Linked DNA regions of Xenopus laevis: region 2 is linked to region 1. Evidence: chromatin contacts called from public Hi-C data. All regions are on one chromosome and are shown on one strand. Each heading gives the region's core, a stretch centred on a gene start, on an enhancer-like site or on the middle of the called end of the contact. The rest is flanking DNA. Distances are from core to core; before and after follow the strand shown.

Region 1 (3,468 bases), core at 679-3,178:
AGGGAAGATGTTGACCTTATGCAGTCACTGGCACCATCTCTAGCCACCTGAGTTTGTTGAGAGATGGATTCTACCAATGAATAGATATATCTAGTGATGGTCGAATTTTTGACGAAAAAAAACGTTTTGGCGGAAAAAATTTTTTGACGCGGGCGAATTTTCGTGGGCGTTTCGCAAAATTAGTCGCTGGCGGCGAATCATGCAAATTCACCGCGAATTTGCACCTGACAAATAAATTCGCCCATCACTAGATATATCCCTTTAGTTAAAGAATTTTCTTTAGCAGGGGTCCCCAAACCTTTTTACCTTTGAGCTATATTTGAATGCAAAAAAAAAGTTAGAGAGAAACACAAGCATGTGAAAAGTTCCTGAGGGTGCCAATTTTGGGCTGTGATTATTGGTAGCCCCTTATGTGGTCTGGTAGCCTTCAGGAGGCTCTGTTTGGCTGTACACCTGTTTTATTTTGTAACCAAAACTTGTTCTCAACCCAAGAATTCAAAAATAAGCACCTGCTTTTTAGGCCACTGTGAGCAACATGCAAGAAGTTGGTGAGTAACATGTTACTTGCAAGCCACTGTTGGAGATCACTGGTCTATAGCATCAGTTGAAGCAAGGGGTGTGGCAACCCCTGGTGAAGCCATTTGTAGAACTCAAACTCTGTATATAGATACCACCATGTCAGTATAGACAATATCCTCTATTAGTAATCCATGTAACCAAATAAATTACTACAAAGTGGTGAAATCACCATGTGAAGGACACGTGAAGGTCCATGTGCTCATGCCCCAGAACTTACATCTTAAGGAGAAGATATCCAAATATCTGGTTAAAATGCCCCTTACAAAACAATGCAAAAATGTTGTAGAGTTACAGTAAGTGGGACTTAATTATTAAGATTGCTCCATACTAGAACCTATAAGTGTGATATTCATGTAAAGTATGTTACACAATTCATTAACACAGGTATGCATTTTCAGTTACAAAAAAACCATTAGATACGGGTTGGTTTAGCAGTGACCTGACCTGTGCAGAAATTTACTGGAGGACAAGTCTATTCTGTAGTTTATCTTTCTATTTGGAGGGCTGGTAGATGATTTATCTTACTTTGTACGTGTTCCAGTCAAATGCCTGCATATTGCTCAGGTTACATGGATGGAGTTCTGCTTGTAAAAAATGTCAGGTTAATTGAAATTACTGTTTGTTGCAGTGTGAGAAGCCACATCCCTAACTGCAAGGTCCAGCTTTATGTATCATAATGCTTTTTATACATAACACTGTCACACATGCCATTTAGTGAGAATAAGTGCTCAGTTCATGTGCTACACATATTTTTACTAATGCAAATGACTGTTTACTTGCTTAACGCCAAATAGCCATCCTGGGGCTTTACAAAACAACTTGATAAATTTCTGAAGTTACAGAGAACATCTAGTCACGTTGCCTAGCAAACCCTGTAGGGGTCACTGCTGAACTTCAAGCTAAAACACAGATATAGAAACAATTTCCATATGTCATAGAGGCTGTAATTAGAGTTCAATGTTACAAAGAAAAATAGACTTTATTGCAATTAAAGGGCTAAAGCCAAGTCAACATGTTAAATAGATGCTGATTTGAAGTGACAGAGAAATTAAGATAGAACCTACAGTAAAAGACTCTTCTGTTAAATTCCATTCTGTTGTCATAGAAAAGTATCCTACCCATCCAATAATTCTACATGCATATCCAACAAACTTAACTCAACAAACTCAGCTTTCGCTCAGCTCCCTTCTCATTATTGTAAAGGGAACCATGTTACTGATTGTTGGCTTTGCTTTAGCTCTAACCTCACATTCTGTTGGGTAGAGCTACTGTATCTACAAATGTTTATGGAGTATATAGATGCCAGTCAAGTTCTTTGTGAACCAGTAGCGTCACTAGAGGGGGGCGGGCCCTGGTGCGTGACGCACAGCCGGGCCCGCCCCCCTCCGTACGGCCGCATTTTCAGAGGCGCACGGGCTGCCGGGGGGCCCTGCCTCCCTGGTTCCCCCGGTAGTTCCGCCACTGTTGTGAACACCCAATTCCCCTTTTGCAACTTAAGGTGAATTAAAACATAATTTTAGGGGTGGGAAATTCCTGTTCACTATAAACAGCTTCCTGGTCCCATTTAGAAGCTTTGGAGACCAAATTCCCCACATTGTCTGTATTTAGCACATATTCCTGACTGTTTTAGTGTTACCTCTATCCTCATCATCTCTTCTGAATTTAGGCATTATGTATTATGTATTAGGCATTATATATCATCCCTTATCCCTGCACAAAGAAAAGTCTTGAATGACAATGGTCATACTCTTATTAGTAGGGATGCACTGAATCCAGGATTCGGTTCGGGATTCGGCCTTTTTCAGCAGGATTCGGAATCGGCCGAATCCTTCTGCCAGGCCGAACCGAATCCGAATCCTAATTTGCATATGCAAATTAGAGGTGGGGAGGGAAATCACGTGACTTTTCGTCACAAAACAAGTAAAAAAAAATTTCCCTTCCCACCCCTTACTTGCTTATGCAAATTAGGGTTCGGCTTCGGTTCGGTATTCGGCCGAATCTTTCACAAAGGATTTGGGGTTTGGCCGAATCCAAAATAGTGGATTTGGTGCATCTCTACTTATTAGTTGTATTGGACTTTTCTCTTCATTGGTCCAACTAATAAATGAGATGTACAAGGTTAGACCTATTATGTTAAGTCTGTAAAAGACAGATGCTAAAACATTCCAAAGACACTTGGGGGCATATTTACTAAAGAGCGACTTGTGTTTTTCTGACAAATTTCCGCTAAAAAGACAATTTGCAATGACATCACCTATTTACTGAAAGATGAGCGACACACTTCGCTAGAGAACTACCTTGTCGCTGGCAAACTTTCGTCAGGCAAATTATTGCTTAGGCGAACGATCACAAGTTCACTAATTTATCAAAATTTCAATTCGCTACCCTTTTCACCAAAATCTATTTTGCCAGGTTCTGACTGGCAAATTAATACAATGAAGTTATTATATCCTCAACATTATTATGTCAGTGACATCATATCCCGTATTCCAAAAAAGTCATGAGCAAAAGTCAAAAACGCTGGGGATTTGTCATATTTAAAGTGGGATCATGTTTACAAGTTGTAACTGTTAAAAATATTGTATTTACACTTTTTTTTTACATTTGAAACTCATGACACATTTGTTTTAGGAGGGCTCATGGCCTGGGATAATGGAGGCTCTCTGTCTTTCTGTTTTTATTTTTAATAAAAAGTGGACACTTCCAGCAAGTTCAACAACATCACTAATATATACAGACATTTGACCTTTATATACTCACTGAATTTAAATTGATGTAAGCGTAAGTCAGTTAAAGTTTTGCTAGGAAGAAAGGAAGGCTAGAGAAAATTCGTAATGAAATTTTCACACCAACGAATTATTGCTGACAAAAGTACCCCAGCATTCTTTT
Region 2 (3,581 bases), core at 777-3,276, 190 kb after region 1:
TAAAGCCTATAGTGGAAATAAGATTGTGCTGATGAGAACTGTCCAAAACAGGGGTCCCAGTGGCGTAACTAGTTGTTACTGGGCCCCATAGCAAATTCAATTTAGGGCCCCAAAATATTTATAAGTTGGCCTATTTTACCAAGATATATTAAAATTGCTAATTAATTAGGGTCTCACTGGGCCCCCTACACACCTGGGCCCCCCTGCAACCGCAGGGTCTGCTTCCTCTATAGTTACGCCCCTGAGGGGTCCATTAGGCGATCTTCTGATATTTTTGCAGGCCAATCTGACCCTGGCTGCCATAAGTCCACTACTCCTCATAACTAAGCTCTAGTCTAGTGTGACCAGGGTACTTGTTAAAATATGCACACTTTAGGGTCAACAGGTTTCTTGCCGAAATAGATTTGCACTATTGCAGGTGACAAATCTCCCAGAAATGCTTCTCTGCCGGCAATAACTGAAATCGCCTGTGGCAAAAGCTAAGGGCCCATTCGTTTTCCGAAGTTGCCTCGTGAGGAAACTATGGCCAAATTTGTGTTGCATTTGTTTTACCTATATCAATTATTGCTGGTGGAGAAGCAATTTTGGGTGATTTTTTGCAGACAATATCGTAAGTCTCCCCGCTGATCATGGCCCAAGGACATTGCTTGTGGCTAGGACGTATAGGACACATAAATTGCATCAAAAACATGGAGATCATAGTATAGAAGTAGCTGATCAATGTATTACAAGTATGGGATCCGTTATCCGGAAAACCATTATCCATAAAGCTCAAAATTACAGAAAGGCAGTCTCCCATAAACTCCATTTTATTCAAATAATCCAAATTTTTAAAAATGATTTTCTTTTCTCTGTAATAATAAAACAACACCTTGTACTTGATCCAAACTAAGATATAAGTAATCCTTATTGGAAGCAAAACCAGCCTATTGGATTTATTTTGTGTTTACATGATTTTCTAGTAGACTTAAGGTATCCGGAAGATTTCAGGTCCCGAGCAATATAGATGTCAGGTCCCATACCTGTACTGTACAATTAGATTTACTTTCTCTACACTCAGTAAACTTTGACATTTTTGGCATACAAACTGACTATAAGGGTACTACACAAACGTTTTCGGTGTGATCAGACCGATGTAACAAAACGCCGGCGTCAAATCGGATGCAATGGAAATAAGGTAAGTAATGGCATTGTCGGATGGTGCCGCAGCGTTGATCCGACGCAACACGACTGCCTGATGCAACCGCTGCGCCTGCATCCGACAGTCACGTCGGGTCAACGCTGCAACTTCATCCGACATTTTTATCTCTTACCTTATTTCCGTTGCATCCGATTTGACACCGGTGTTTTTTCGCAGCGCGTCGGATCGCGCCGAAAAGTTTGTGTACTTCTACCCTTAGACTGGAAGAAATAAAATACATTAAAGAAATAATTAAAAACCAGAATCTTCTGCAGAGAAAAAAGGGATATAAATATCATCACTGCTATTCTCAAATTCGCTTGTACTACTAACAAACACTAGGTGGCTCTCAAGAGGCATGGATTTTACTCCCTGCTTCTACCTTAAATAAAAGCAATAACGAAAGGGTGCAAGCCTATTTTTATTATTATTAACATGTATTTATAGAGCATATTTCGCAGTGCTATAAAGTAAATGTGTTTATACAGCTAAATCACATGAATTACATACATAGGCCTATACACCCTTTCTTTAACATAGGCTGGAGTGAATAATAAACAATCACAACATCCATTTATTCCTGTATATTATGTGCACTATAAAAATAGCATTTCTTAGATGCAATTAATCTCATCCTGCATCAATTAATTAATTATCTATTGGTTTTGTTTTATCCCCAGCAAAGTAGTAGCCGGTGTCCCGTAGAGCCTTCCATCTAATCTGGTTGCCTGAGGCTCAAGGAGATGAAATGATTTGCCCAAAGATCACAAGCAGTTGGTACAGGAACTGAATTAAGAGAGCTTGGTCACAGCCCAGTGCCTCTCTTTTCATTATGATCATTTCCCTGTAATTGTCCACAAAAGAAACCCTGGGTCCTAAGAGCTGCTGCAGACCTACAGATCCCAGAATGCTCTGCAGAGAAAGCTGTGCTATAGTGAGATACCACAGGATGCTTCACTACCCTTACCTATTGGTAGAAGCATGGGAGCTACAGTTGAACAAAAGCCAGGGGCTGCCAGTTAGCCATTCCTTAAATGTAATTCTATAAATCTCTATCAGTTTTTTCACATTTGTAAGAAATGTTACGACTGCACAGGCCTTGCCTGAATCTTCAACCATTCTCCTGATTCATGATTTGCGCAAAAATAGGTCGAGGGTGCAAATACATGGGCTTTAATGGGCTTCATTTTTTCTTTTTTTTTATAGTGTTTTAGTTATTTGCCTCCTTCTTCTTCCATCTATTAAATGGGGTTCACTGACCTCATCTAAAAATCTGGTCTGCTCCTACAAATGTAGGAGTATTGCTACATTTTATTATTCATCTTTCTATTCAGGGCCTGCTCCTATTCATATTCCAGTCTCTTTTTTCAGTGCATGGTTGCTAGGGTAATTTGGACCCGAGCAACCAGATTGCTGAATTTGCAAACTGAGAGAGCCGCTGAATAAAAAGCGAAATAACTGAAAAACCACAAATAATAAAAAAAAAAATAAAACCATTCGCAAATTGGCTCAGAATATCACTCACTACATCCTAATAAACGTTAAAGGAACAGTAACACCAAAAAATGTATGTGTTTTTAAGACATGACAATGTAATGTAGTGTTGCCCTGCACTGGTAAAACTGGTGTATTTGCTTCAGAAACACAATTATAGTTTATATAAACAGGCTGCTGTGTAGCCATGGGGGCAGCCATTCAAGCACAGGATATAAAGTAGATAACAGATAAATTCTGAAGAATCCCATTGTATACTACAGAGCTTATTTGTTATTTGCTGTGTAACCTGTGCCTTTTGTCCTTTTTTAGCTTTGAATGGCTGCCCCCATGGCTACCCAGCAGCTTGTTTATATAAACTATAGTAGTACTTATCTGTTATCTACTGTGTACACTGTGCTTGAATGGCTGCCCCCATGGCTAACCAGCAGCCTGTTTATATAAACTATAGTAGTACTTATCTGTTATCTACCGTATATCCTGTGCTTGAATGGCTGCCCCCATGGCAACCCAGCAGTTTGTTTATATTAACTATAGTAGTACTTATCTGTTATCTGCTGTGTATCCTGTGCTTGAATGGCTGCCCCCATGGCTACCCAGCAGCTTGTTTATATAAACTATAGTAGTACTTATCTGTTATCTACTGTGTATCCTGTGCTTGAATGGCTGCCCCCATGGCTACCCAGCAGCTTGTTTATATTAAATATAGTAGTACTTATCTGTTATCTACTGTGTATCCTGTGTTTGAATGGCTGCCCCCATGGCTACCCAGCAGCTTGTTTATATTAAATATAGTAGTACTTATCTGTTATCTACTGTGTATCCTGTGTTTGAATGGCTGCCCCCATGGCTACCCAGCAGCTTGTTTATATTAAATATAGTAGTACTTATCTGTTATCTACTGTGT

The links. A called contact is a pair of places that touch in the nucleus more often than the background predicts.
Region 2: a Hi-C map of the XTC cell line shows a contact between it and region 1, with 5 times the contacts expected there. The contact joins two enhancer-like sites. A contact is called at or near these places in 2 of 4 Hi-C or Micro-C datasets (the XL177 cell line and the XTC cell line).

The regions. Positions count from the first base shown.
Region 1 is chr8L:110,580,178-110,583,645 of Xenopus_laevis_v10.1, forward strand. No RefSeq gene overlaps it. Among protein-coding and RNA genes, the nearest start is that of LOC108699281, 65 kb to the left of the region's middle. Within about 2 kb of position 1,929, at least 1 of the 7 cell types and tissues checked has an H3K27ac peak or open chromatin away from gene starts, as enhancers often do.
Region 2 is chr8L:110,774,400-110,777,980 of Xenopus_laevis_v10.1, forward strand. No RefSeq gene overlaps it. Among protein-coding and RNA genes, the nearest start is that of LOC108699282, 14 kb to the right of the region's middle. Within about 2 kb of position 2,027, at least 1 of the 7 cell types and tissues checked has an H3K27ac peak or open chromatin away from gene starts, as enhancers often do.